2 separate regions of the Neogale vison genome follow, and region 2 is linked to region 1. Evidence: chromatin contacts called from public Hi-C data. All regions are on one chromosome and are shown on one strand. The core of a region is the stretch at or near the end of the contact, and the rest is flanking DNA. Distances in the headings are between cores, read along the strand shown.

Region 1 (6,835 bases), core at 951-3,450:
TCCACTCCCTGTTTGTGTTCCCTCTCCGGCTGTCTCTGTCAAATAAATAAATAAAATCTTAAAAAAAAAAAATCTCCACAGGCCTGTCACTAACCTGCCCCGATCCCTCCCCGTGACCTCACGCTCCCTCTCCTCAGCCCATTCCACTCTCACTGGCTTGCCTGTCCATCATCGGCACTCAGAGCCTCGACACTTGCAGTCTCTATCTTTGTTTGGCTGACGGACCACTGAGTTCCTAGTTCAAATCACTATCCGGCCTGCATTGCCACATCATCCTAAGTACAAGACCCCATCCACCCCCATCCCAGGCACTCTCTACATTAATCCCCTGCTTTATTTCTTAACAGTACCTTCACGTGTTCTCTTCTACTTGTGTCCTCCCCGGGATGGAAGCTCCCTTACCTCTCTTGTATTCTGCTCCATCCCTACAACCTGGAAAGGCCCCTGGCATCCGGAAGATGCTCCATACTTATGCACTTTATTTTCACACAACTGTGTGTGATAAAAATAAGGTGTGTTACAGAAGTAACAACACCTCAGTGAAGAGAGGCACTCCCCAGTTTTTCCATGCAAGGTCAAGGGCTATGGCTGGGAGCTCTCCATCACTGTCTTTGTTGAGGTCATGCAGACCTTTTCCTTCTTCCCACCTCAAACTTGTCGCAGCTCCACAGCTTTGAGAGACATGTGACTTTAAGCAAGTCACTCCTTTAATCTTCTGGAGTCTCCATTTCCTAGTAACAACAGTTAATACTGGTAAGGTCCTTACTAGGCAGCAGCAGCTGTCTTTTTTTTTTTTTTTTTAAGATTATTTATTTATTTATTTATTTGACAGAGAGAGAGAGAGAGATGAATCACAAGTAGGCAGAAAGGCAGGCAGAGAGAGAGGTGAAAGCATGCTCCCCACTGAGCAGAGAGCCGGAGGGGGGGACTCGATCCCAGGACCCTGAGATCATGACCTGAGCCAAAGGCAGAGGCCCAACTCACTGAGCCACCCAGGCGCCCCATCAGCAGCAGCTGTCTTAAAATACCTTACAGAATTGTCATTCACTCAGCTCCCTGGAAACTGACATTATAATCCCCATCATGGGGGTGAGAAAAGGGAGGCAATTAGAGATCATCAAGAAACTTCTCCAAGGCGAAAGAGCTAGAGTGTGGCAGAGGTGAAATTTGAATTGAGGCAGTTTGGGGCCAGAATCCTGCTTTTAACCGCGATCCTGCACTGCCTCTTCGAAAAAAATGTAGATGATGATCTAAGGGGCCTGGAACATCACCTGTAAGAATTCAGCGTTCTACTGTCCATCCTGCTCTTACTGAATCTCTCTGCACTACCAATTTGTTTTTGGCGGATGAGCCCTCCCTTGGCATCCCGGCACTATGCTCTCCAGTCGAATTTTTGGGCTACTTCACAGGTGACTCCTCTTTTGCTCCCTCTCAATTCTGGTGTTGCAAGAGTGAGCCCTAATACAAACTCCGGGATTTGGCCGATAATGTGTCAATCAATTCTACACTCTCATGGGGAATGTTGATAATGGGGGAAGCTATGCACTTGTGAGGCAGGGGGTTATGGGAAACCTCCATACCTTCCGCTCGATTTTGTTGTGACTGCTTTAACAAAGAATACAGAGGTCTCCCGCGGCACCTCCGTGCCACTCCTTGCCTCCCACCTGCCGCTTGGAAACAGGTACAAGTTCCTTCCTCCGCCAGAACGCCCTCTCATCCCCATCTCCCGCTCTCGCTTCCCAATGAGCTCCAGCTTTCCTCTACGATCAACTGGATTTCCCGACGACAGGCTCCCCTGCGGCCGGAGTGGCCCGAGACACTGTTAAAAACCTGCCAAGCGAGCCCACCGCCCAGCCCCCAACCCCACTCCAGCCTCGAGGTTGCAGAGCCGGACTCCAAGTCCCAGCATGCCTCGGGGCGCAGGTCTCTGCAGGTTCCCGGCCCGCCCCAGGCGCCCGGTGTCAAGGTGAAGGCGTCCCGGAGACCTGCGTTTTCCGTTAGAAGCAGGGGAGGACCCTCCCCCAGCCAACACTCACTGACGAACTCCACTGCCTCCAGCCGCCGGCGAGCCGGGGCCTCTGAACAACCGGCCTCCAGCGCGAACGAAAGGCGCCAGGCGCGTCAGAGCCGACATGCCAGCCCGCATCCCGAGAGAACTGCTCAGGCCTCACCGCCTCTACGTCACTTCCCCCGGCGCCCCGGCCAGTGACGTCACGGCGTCGACCTGCTCATCCTCCCCCCGCCCCCGCCGAAGGTGGTGTACGCCGGGAGGGAAACCGTAATCCGGTCGCCGGGCTTCGGGCTCGGCTCTAGGACCCTCTGTACGGGTGTGCTTAGAAACCAGCACTGAGTCGGCTCTCGCTCCTCCCTGACTGCTGATCTCGATGGTGTTTTCCCACCTCCGCCCGCTCCTCGGCCTGCTGCGCCTGAGTAAACTGCCTTCCGGACCCTTTGAGGCCGCCGGACCCTCTGAACCAGAGGACGTCCCCAAAGCTAGTCTTTTGTACTCTCCTCTCCTGCAAGAGGCTCACAACGGTCTCTATAAGGTCTTGTCTTACTCTTTCTCTGCAAACTTGATAACGGACCGGCAGCCCATCGGTGGTTCCCAAATATTCCTACGTGGGCTGGTGGCATCACATTCACCTAAGGAGCCCGACCTCAGATCCTCTGCAGTCCGAAGTAGGGCCGAGGAATCTGCATTTAAGCGTGGCCTCGGGTTTACGCCGCGCTCTGATTCCCTGATCCTGAGCCACGCCCTGGATTCTCGGCTTTCTCTCTAAATAGTGCTTTCTAGTAAATCCTGGATGGACTCTGAGCTTCTCTGGGTACACACCCCACGTCACTCCCGCAAATTCTTAGGGTCTTTACTGCTGTGTGGGTTACAGCTTCCCTAAAAAGTTCCGGGTTTGATTAAATTATAAAGTTAGCCTGCCAGCCTCACACCTTGGGGATTTCAATTTGAAATGGATCATATGCTCCTTCAGCTAAACACTGAAGAGGCCACACTCAGGCAAGAAAAATAGGGTACTTACGGAGTTTAGGGAGTTGAGTGCCTTGACTATAAATGACACCTGTCCTGTACCAAGATGTGGGTCTCCAGGTGCCCTGTAACGGGGCAATCTCTCTCCGTGGAGTTAGGCTCAGGTAAAGCTTACGGATTACACTCCCTGTGACCTTCTGAACAGCCTGTTAATTAACCCTCTGGCCCTTTAGGACTCTCTCCTGTTGTCCACTTGGTATATAAGTTGGAGAAGAATCCACTTTTCTCTTGATAAAAGTTGACTTTCTAGTTGATACACTGGCGTGGCTTTTCTTTGAGCTACCATTCATCACTTACCCTTTCTAGTGACATAAACGAGCCACTCAGATAGGAAGTTCATGATTTGGGAAGACAGGGCTTTCCATCATCCTTCCTTGGCAGCTCACTCCCCAGGCTACACAACTTCCCTAATCCCAGCAAAGAATGAATTTATGATGTCAAGGCCAAGGGCGGGGGGGAGGGGGAGGCACAGCTTAAACAAACAAACAAAAAAAGGGCCAAAATATCTAAAGTTCAAACTTCAGTGAATAGTTCTATGAATTTGGACAAGTCACTCTACTTCTCTGAGTATCAGGGACCCCATCTGAGTGGGAGTCATTTAAGAGAGTACCTGGCCCACACCACATATTCAGGAAATGTTTATGCTTTGTTATGTCTTCCATTCCTAAGTAGCAAAACCTGGATTCTGGTTAATTAAAATCCATTCTCACCCTCACCATCTTTCTTGCTGAATTACAAAAAAAACCTTTTAACTTCAGTACTTGCTTGCACTTAAAGCAATATTGTTTTATAGACCATTTGTGGGGTCCTTGGCTTTAATGTCTTACATTACAAATTCTGGGGTTTTTTTTTAATTTTTTAAAAGATTTTATTCATTTATTGGACAGAGAGAGAGAGATCACAAGTAAGCAGAGAGGCAGGCAAAGAGAGAGGAAGGGAAGTTGGCTCCCTGCTGAGCAGAGAGCCCAATGCAGGGCTCTATCCCAGCACCCTGGGATCATGACCAGAGCCGAAGGCAGAGGCTTTAACCCACTGAGCCACCCAGGCGCCCCAAATTCTGTTTTTTTTTACTATAGAAAGTTTAGGGTCCAATCAGTAAACTACTTTGACTATGTAGCAGGGATGCATGTTTGTTCTGCAGACATGCTTTAAGAACTCCCAGGGCAAATATGCTTTACTGCTTTAGGCAGGCTGCGTGATGGCAGCTAGGGGTTGGGCAGCTTCTTTTGGGTTCTCAGATGAGCGCCCCATTTTTTTTTATTTAAATACTTGGGTGTGGTTTTTTTTTTTACGATTTTATTTATTTATTTGTCAGAGAGATTGAGAGAGAGAGAGAGCACAGGCAGGCAGAGTGGCAGCAGAGGCAGAGGGAGAAGGAGGCTCCCCGCCGAGCAAGGAGCCTGATGCAGGACTCAACTCCAGGATGCTGGATCATGACCTGAGCTCAAGGCAGCTGCTTAACCAACTGAGCCACCCAGGCGCCCCATGATGGGCGCCCATTTGAAAGGATGCATTTCAGAAGGTGAGAGGAAGGATGCCAAGCCCTGACACTGAGCTCTCACCCGCTACATGATGAATCAAATTCCCAGTCAAGTGTTAACAAACTGACAACTGCTAACGAAAGACAGACTCTAAATGACCTAACATAGAGCACCTAACCCCAAATCAAGAACCTATTCCACAGGGGTGCCAGGGTGGCTCAGTCGGTTAAGCATCTCCCTTCGGCTCAGGTCATGATCCCAGGATGCTGAGATCAGGCCCCATATCAGGCTCCCTGTTCAGCCAAGGAAGTAGCCATAGCGTTTTCTCCTTAAGAAGATTATTTTATGAATCAAGTTTTGCCTTTTTAATGTGCTTAATTTAAAAATAAGCAAATTACCCATATTAAAGCATATCTGTTGCCCATTTTTCTTCTGTTCCATAGAGCCTGTGTTCATTTTCTGTTACTGTAAAATTTCCTGAGGAACTGAGGCCCTTGGTCCAACAGTCAGTGAGGGACTGAATTGTGCCAACCACCATATGAATGAGCTTGGCATCAGACCCACCCCTGTGGAGCCTCAAGATACCCACAGCCCGAGCAAACCCTGAGCTGGGGCCCGGGAAGCAGCACCCAGATTTCGGACTTGAAGACACTGTGAGGTACTAAGTTTTGTTGTTTTCAAGCCACTAAGTTTTGGGTAATTTGTAGGCACTGATAGATAACTAATACGTGTCACGGTGGTGTGAGTAAACCGATTGGCTTTTAGTTAAAGCTCAGTAGTGCTGGTGTGGACTCAGGGCAGTGCCCGCTCTGTGCCTGTGCCCCCGTCACCTCACAGCGTATGTGCACTTGACACAACTGCCCTGTGTCTGGCCGGAGTGTCCATGAAGGAGCTAAATGGTGCCACTGCCCCCTCCCAGCTACCTTGAGCCACCCTAACTCTTTGAAAAAAACCACCCCAAATGAACCTCTGACTAAACCTTAGTTGCTTCCTAAAAGACAGAAAGGAATTCTTGAGAAGAAAAGAATGGAAGAATCTAGTCCTGTGATCAGAGCAGAACTTCCAGAGAGCAGAAAGCGTGATTTTCACTCACTACTTAGAGCAGTGGTCTCCAAAGCAAACAAGAGAGTCCACTGGGATGTAGGAGAAAATGCTATTTCTTTTTTTTTTAAGATTTTATTTATTTATTTGACAGATAAACAAGGGGAGTGTGAGAGGGAGAAGCAGGCTTCCCGCTGAGCAGGGAGCCCGATGCGGGGCTCGATCCCAGGACCCTGGGATCATGACCTGAGCCAAAGGCAGACGTTTAATGGCTGAGCCACCCAGGTGCCCCGAAAATGCTATTTCTTATTAAAAAAAAAAAAAGTAAGGAAGGAAAAGAAACAAACAAACGAGGGATGCCTCGGTGGCTCAGTTAGTTAAGCATCTGCCTTTGGCTCAGGTCATGATCTCAGGGTCCTAGGATCAAGCCCCACTTCCTGCTTCAGGCTCCTTGTCAGTGGGGAGTCAGCTTCTTTCTCTCTCCCTCTTCGCTTCCCCTCTGCTCACACTTTCTCTCTCTCTCAAAATAAATAAATAAAATCTGAAAGGAAGGAAATGAAAGAAAGGAAGAGAGAAACTAAGCTTTACTAGTACCTACTCCACCACCTGACCCTGGTACCCTCTTAGTCCATGCGGGCCGCCCACTGCCCTTGAGTGGGCCCCATGCAGAAAGGTGGGCAGTGGCCGCTTTAATCCTTTGCTGGGGCGCTACTGCAGATTCAAGCCCTGTTTAACGGGAAATACTGATTTTATTATCTCTAGGTTTTATTAGCCAAAACTGACTCCAGACAAATGGAAAAGGAGCTGAACATGACTCAGAGAAACTGCAGTCTGAATGCTAACATGTGAGCACAGGGGAACTTGAAGAAAATGGCAGAGCCCATTCTGCTCCTGTCCCTGGTATCATTTTACCTTGTAAAAAAATTGCTCAGGAGATCATCAGAAAATATTTAAAATTATCAAGAAGATAATTTTGAAGTACAGCAAAATTTGCCCAAAGTATATACTGTGCCTCCAGAGATTTCTAGTGGTGGTAGGACCTGTATAAAACCCATAAATAAGTGATACATGTGCACATACACATGTAAATACATATATCTCACCAGTAGAGTACATAATCAGAAACATTTGGAAGCCATGGGTACAGGATTCTGTGACACTTTCCTACCTAAATCTCAGAGTCACGGAACACCCAGCAGGCCCCACCTGATCCGGAAGCAGACAGGGTTAAAAAGAGAAGAGACAAAAACAAGAAAACAAAATAACTCAGTTT
Region 2 (7,072 bases), core at 300-2,799, 200 kb before region 1:
CCCTACCCCCTCCCCCAGCAACCCTCAGTTTGTTTTGTGAGATTAAGAGTCTCTTATGGCCAAACCTCTTTTTGATTTATATTTAGTTCTTCAAGGAGACTTTTCTACTTGGAAGAAAAAGGTACAACAATGCTAACAAATCTATCATGCCCACTTGATAGTCTCTACTTTCCATTTTTCATTGTAGAGAAATATTAGTATTCTGATTAATCAAGCAGCCTCACACACAATGCCTTACCTCTAGAGTACCTGGATTCACAGTGACTCTATCAATATGCAGACATTCAGCTTCAGGAGTCAATAGGACAGCTTTCGATCTCTTTAATCATGGTGAATACTGTAAGGAGGTCACTGGTGACTTCCCTCCACATGGGAAGTAAAAACTGTAGTTCACTCAAAGCTTCTCATGACTTGATGTTTATGTTACTTTGGTGATTAAAACTGTACACCATCAGGAGCCCACAGTAACTTCCATTATATTCCTTTCCTCTATTCTCCATTCATTTTTTCCCCCTGAATATTCCCTTTTCCTTTATGATAAAAATATTTTTAATAATGAACTGGGTTTCCTTAATTTCGTTCTGTAATTGGGCCTGACAAAGGGAACTGAACCCCCCTCTTGTTTTCATGCATATTTTGCACAGCTAACACCTTGGAATATTCTGTTCATGCGAGGCACCTAGTATTTAAAATGTTTTGAATAATTATCTTGAAAATAAAAATTATTAAAGTTTTGATGCTTCAGATGTCTAGAATGCCGTGCCTTGTGCAGGCACTAGCATATGGAAAGTTTTCCATTTCCAGAATGACTGGAAGATGAAAAACACACTTAAAGAAAACGTTTTATTTCTCAACGATGGGGATAAGCTTTTAGACTTCCATTTAGACCCTCTTTAACAGGCCAGATCCTTTAATGAAACGGATACAAAAATCATTCTGATGATTTAGCTGCTCTTAAATACATTTCTATGAAATTCTCCTTGAATGTTTCCACCTTGGGGTTTCAAATCTTATTTTTATGACACATTCGCTGTAATGGAAAAAACACAAGTAGCATGGGCTTTCCCGTCTTCCTCCCTCTAGGATTTTAACTTCTCCTCCAACACCACCCATGCTCTTCTAGTAAATCCCACATTACAGAACAGGTTTAAGACCGAGAAGAGAATGAAGTAGGAAATCGGAGCCATGGAAACCGCGGAGCCGAGGAAACGTGCGCGCGCGACGGTGGGCAGGAGGGGAAGGAACCCTCCCCTGACGACGGCGCGAGGGCGCTCCTACGATTACGTCACGCACCCCGGGTGACGTCACGGCCGTGACACGGGGGTGACGCCGTTGCCGCGGCGACTTCTAGTCGTCTCCGCCCCCTTCCCCCGCCCCCCGCCTAGCGTCCTTCCCCCAATCCCCTCAGGCTCGGCTGCGCCGGGGGCCGCGGGCCGGTTCCTGAGGTGGCCCAGGAGCCCTCCCGCCGCCGGCGCCGCCCCGGCCGCCCCTCCCCGCCGCCCCCCGCCCTCCGCCTCCGCCTCCCCCCGCCCCCCCGCCCTCCGCCTCCCTTCCCCCTCCCCGCCCAGCAGCGGTCGCTCCGGCCCCGGCTCTCGGTTATAAGATGGCGGCGCTGAGCGGCGGCGGCGGCGGCGCGGAGCAGGGCCAGGCTCTGTTCAACGGGGATATGGAGCCCGAGGCCGGCGCCGGCGCCGCGGCCTCTTCGGCTGCGGACCCTGCCATTCCCGAGGAGGTGAGTGCCGGCGCACCCTACACACCTCCGAGCTTTGGGCTCGGCTGGCTGGTGTTTTTTGGGGGAACGAGGTGGCGGTGGGGGCTCTGGTGCCCTCAGCCACATCCTTCTTTGGGTTCTGCGGGGTGGGAGATGGGCATCCCCGCCTTGTTCCTATCCGTCATGCAGCTCCTCGCTACGTAAACACACACAGTGGCCCAGGGGGGTTTCCCTGACTCGCACCCCAGCTTGGGGGATTCGGGCAGCATTGGTTGAGCAGGAGGCTATCAGTAGGGGGCGAGACTCAGGGTTGGTCCGAGAAGGTCACGGCTGGCTGAAGGTAGCCAGGCTCTCGTCTCTTCGATGTTTTCATTATTTTGGGGGTGGGGGGTAGGAGAGGGTGGCGGCATCCAGATGAAAAGATGTAGGTTAGTAGCCGGGGCCGGGACCCCAGCTTGAGTTGCTGTTGTAATTATTATATGGTCACGGGAGTGATGGGGCGCATCATACCCCTCCTCTCTCTCTGATGTCCCCCTTTTCAGGCCGCTGCTCTCCCCTCCACTTTTCCACTTGTTTGGGGGATGTCTCTTCACCTGTTTTACCCAGCGGTTGGTTTTGATTTAACCTTTACTTGTTCAGCCTTAAATCCCACTGTTTCCGTTCTCCTTTTTATCCCGGTGTCAGGCCCCCAGTTCTGGGCTCTGTCGCTGAGTGGTTATCCTCCCCCCAACCCATTCCCATCTGCTGCTCCGCGCTTTTGCCGGTTGTCGGACCTGCCAGCCTTCTAGCCTTAGTTTCTACTTAAAACCATTTTTGCACCTCTCTTACCCTAGTTCTCTTCAGGTCCTCTGGATCATTCTTCTGCTCCCTAACATTGTTATCTATTATCTTTACAAGTCCGTCTGGACGCTTTGGAGCTCCTTCCTTACTTTCTGAATCCTGAAGCTGTCAGGATTCCATCAGGTTTCATTTGCCTTAGAGACACTTTCTGGTTAGTCTTCCATTGTGTATTCACACCTCTTTATTTTTTCCTACCCATTTTTAAATAGATTTGATTGATTTCTTTCTGTTGTCCTCCTTTTTGTCCCAGTTTTTACCTTTCACTTTTCCCGCTTTGGCTTCTCCTTCTCTCGGCCTGTTTTTTGCAATATTGAGCCTCTTACCACTTTGTCAAATTACTTACGTTCGGTTTTTAGGGAAAATTTATTCCATTTAGTATTTGGCATTGTACTGTATGAAACAACAACTTTATTATACTTTGCAAATTATGAGATAATATTTAGTATAATAACTGTGCTTTGTAATTGATTAGATAACGTGGGTTATTCCGTTGACTTTGCTCAAAGTTCTCTTTCCTTCCTACTGCTTACATTTGGTTTCCCAATTCTCAACGCCTCATTCTTGTCTGTGCAATGCTCCTTTTCCTGCTTCATCATCTTTACTTTGGAAATTCATGCTATATGCTTGCTCTGGTTTGTTCACAATAATAATTTTTCAGCCTCTTATACCACTTCCATCTATGAGCATCATGTGTTCTATACCATCATTTGACCTGAAGTTTTCATATCTTCTTTTTTTCTTTTTAAAAAATTAACATATAATGTATTATTTGCCCCAGGGGTACAGGTCTGTGAATCTTCAGGCTTACACGTTTCACAGCACTCACCATAGGACATACCCTCCCCAATGTCCATAATCCAGCCACCCTATCCCTACCCCCAACCCCACCTCAACCCCCCAGCAACCCTCAGTTTGTTTCCTGGGATTAAGAGTCTCTTATGGTTTGTCTCCCTCCTGATCCCATCTTGTTTCATTTTTTCCTTCCGTAATTGCACGGCTTTCCACTTAATTTTTAGTTTGCATTTTTGCTTGGATCAGTTTCCTCTAACATCTGTTCATTTTCCCCAACTTCTGGGATTCTAAGGATAGAGCTCTTCCCTTCTTCCTTTTCCTAGTTTATTCTGATTTCCTAGTCGCCCGTTACCATTCATTTGGCCTTGTTTCCTGGCTTTTGGTTCTTGACTTGCTGAAGCTTCCTCTTGTCTTCCCCACACCTCCACATTCCTTCTTATTTATAAACAGCTTTGTTCCGTTGACATGGAAATTTATTTTTAGGATACATTGTTTTTAATAGCTAAATACTAGGGGTCACATCTGCTGTCTATTTTTTCCATGAATCGGATATGCCTTTGTCTTACCAGGCACAGGTGCCTCTGGGCTTGCTTTACTCTGTAGTGTATGTGTGGTTTTGTTGAATTGTAACTTTGAAGACTGTTACAGAGTAGAAGAATGGATAAATTAATGGGTATGGGTCATGAAATTGTAATTCTCTGATTATAACATTGTTTACATTGAGAACTTTAAGACTTAGTAGAGCAGTTTGCAATGATGTAGAGAAGTCTTTTGTTAAGTACAGTCTCTGCTATCTTATTTGAAAGGGCCAGATTGTTTTTGAGTTCTGTACTCAAGATTCTGATTCAGTAGGTGAGAGTGCCGAAAGTTTCAGTATTTTGGCACACTTCCTGGGCAGTTCTCATGTATCAATGCTTGAGAACCACTACACTAATGAATTTAAGTTTAAATTTGCCAATCATTGGAAAGCATATTGGTATCTCCTGAAACTACAAAGGATACTCCTAACTAAATTTAATTAGAAGTGTTTTGTACTGCCTCCTCCTCTAAGGTTTTAATGTTTAGTGATGAATAGTTTTCCCTCTATAATTTCTTATAGGAGCTGATAATAAATGTATTTGCATCGGGGAGGAGGGGAATAAATGATTAAAAGTGGATCTTTTTTGAATATAGACATCAGTGTTATGGATGGCAGAAGAAATTCCTCCAAGAAATCATTTAAAATTTGAAGTTGTATTGTTAATCCAGTACAAACTGATATGTACTGTGGTCTTTTAATTGAACTATCTTCCTTATGTGTACTTGAAGAGATATAATTGCCAAGTGCATGGAAACAAATGAAGTTATGCTTGTGTAAAATGACACATTTTATACTAAAGAATTCCCTTGCCTGACAGTAAAATAGTTTTTTGTTTTTGTTTTTAAAGTTTCTCAGAGGGAAATTTCAGCTGCATTAAAATTTCTCTCTATAGAGGGAAAGCACATTCATTGTTGAAAAATTAGAAAGCTATAAGTACAAAAAAAAAAAAAAAGAAAAGAAAAAATTCTGTAATCTTGCCACTAGGATATAATTAGTTTAAACATTTTGGTGTGTATCCAAAACTTTTTTAATGTTTGTATAATACAGTATATGTGGTTTTATAATATTTTTAAACTTAATATAGCAAAATAGTTTACATTTCATTAGGTAATACTGTGATTTTTTAAAACTAATCATTTTTCTTGGCTATTAGAGTTTTTTTAACTGCTTGTTATCAAACATTTTGAACATAGAATGTAGATTTTAGTTTTTAAATTGTTTTGGGAAGTGAACAGATTTCATGTCTTGTATTTCTGTTACTTTGTAGATGTCAAAATAGAATATTCTGGTAAATGATAGGAGCTTATTAGATATTTATGAAATTAATGTGCTTACACTTTGGGCATTAAACCTTTACTTCTGACCATTTATAAATCCCCAATGTTTCTTTCCATGACCATACAGTATAATATGGGATAGCATGACTATATGATATAATAAATACATTTATTTTTTAAAATGTGTTCTACCAGAGTGTCATATTTATTAACTATTCTGCTGTGTTTCTGTAGAAGGAGCTTCTTGTAGTTGCATTACAATTAAAATTACATTGTTTTCAAGATCTCTTATCACCAGCCTTAGTTAAGTTGTGTAATTATAATCATTGACTAAGCAGTATTCTGGGATGGGATCTTCTTTATCTTGTGGTCCAGTGTATTAAAACACATCTTTATGAGCCATGTGAAACCAGGTTGGATTACCTCATACTCCTAAAAGGGGGTAGTCCCGTTAGCATACTGTGTGCTTGTGTAGTTCTGGTTTTGCTGTTAATACTTTGTCTAGGTGTTTTTGAAGGTGGAAAGAATATACCTGTTAAGCATAACTATAAAAGAGCTATTTGTCTTTAGCATTTCTGGTTGTCTCTTTGTGTACTCTTTCTCTTTCCTTCGCTTCTTTAGGCTTCTACTCCTTTTATTTAGAAAACTATCTGATATCAGTCACTTACACATGCTGACTGTTAAAGGAATCATTTATCAGTAAACAGATAAGAAAGGAATGTTGGTACTGGATGCTCAGATCTTTGAATGTAGTAAACCTAAGAGCAAACTTGATTTAATCTTGTTTGGATAATAGGCCAGAAAAATTATATTTGGATAACAGGCCAGAGAAGTTTGACTTTTCTCAATTCTCTGTCCTTTGCTTTCCTGATAAGGATGAATAGGAAGCTGTTGTAACAATTGTTAACCTATGTTCTGTGAATGGTGGGGAGGAGAGGAAAGGAGCAGGCTGCATTGTTATTTTTTATTTTTATTTTATTTAACATTTTCTTAAGACCTCATGCTTACCTGTTGAAGAATGAGGCAGCTGCTTAGCTTTCTTCCTTTTTCCTTTCCCCCAGTAATAAAGTTGTCTTCTCCTTTAGAATTGAAAATACATTTTGTTTTCTTTTTTTATTTTATTTTATTTTATTTCTTTCTTTGACAGAGACAGATCACAAGTAGGCAGAGAGGCAGGCAGAGAGAGGAGGAAGCAGGCTCCCTGCTGAGCAGAGAGCCCGATGCTGGGCTCTATCCCAGGACCCTGAGATCATAACCTGAGCTGAAGACAGAGGCTTTAACCCACTGAGCCACCCAGGCGCCCTACATTTTGTTTTCTTAGACACCTTGATATTATTAATTTAGCTGTGTACTTAATGAAGATTTTGTATCACAATCCCCTTGTTTTGGAAATGTAGTATGTTGCTATGCTTCCCATATTTCCTCTTCAAATTGTCATTACAGTAAGCCTTTATTATCAGTAATTCTTACTTGATTTTGTCTTCCTCAGAAGTTGAATTGAGTCTTCTACTCATTCTCTGTTTTACCTACATTGGTTATTCTGTGAGGTCAGGATCAGCAATAGTTAGAGAACTGAGTTCAAAATAGGTGAGCCTGTATAGGAGCTTTTCTGTATTTTAAAGGTAAACAGTGCTTTTATAGTCATAATGTTATAGATAATATAAGAATCAAAAAGATAGTCTCATTTGTTCCATTCCTTTGTTAAATATTTGCTGTAGGCATTGATGTACTCTGGGAGGTAGTCTTTATTTTTTAGTTTCTTTTGGCTACCAACCTACTTTACTATCATACATAATTAGCATGGTAGAAGAAATGTTTAATACAGCCTACACCCTAACATTAAGCAATTATTTTTTCTACCCTCTACCCTCT

Evidence for each region. A called contact is a pair of places that touch in the nucleus more often than the background predicts.
Region 2: a contact with region 1 is called in a Hi-C map of fibroblasts, with 4 times the contacts expected there. The contact joins the promoter of BRAF here to the promoter of NDUFB2 in region 1. A contact is called at or near these places in 2 of 3 Hi-C or Micro-C datasets (fibroblasts and muscle).

The regions. Positions count from the first base shown.
Region 1 is chr4:217,969,705-217,976,539 of ASM_NN_V1, reverse strand. NDUFB2 (NADH dehydrogenase [ubiquinone] 1 beta subcomplex subunit 2, mitochondrial) reads right to left here and starts at 2,200. Exons shown (of 4, transcript XM_044246721.1): 1 at 2,037-2,200. The coding sequence starts at 2,146. It overlaps ADCK2, which reads right to left. Exons shown (of 8, transcript XM_044246719.1): 8 at 6,816-6,835.
Region 2 is chr4:218,167,889-218,174,960 of ASM_NN_V1, reverse strand. It overlaps BRAF (serine/threonine-protein kinase B-raf), which reads left to right and starts at 1,549. Exons shown (of 20, transcript XM_044246723.1): 1 at 1,549-1,732. The coding sequence starts at 1,604. It overlaps LOC122904132 (a long non-coding RNA gene), which reads right to left and starts at 258. Exons shown (of 3, transcript XR_006384158.1): 1 at 239-258.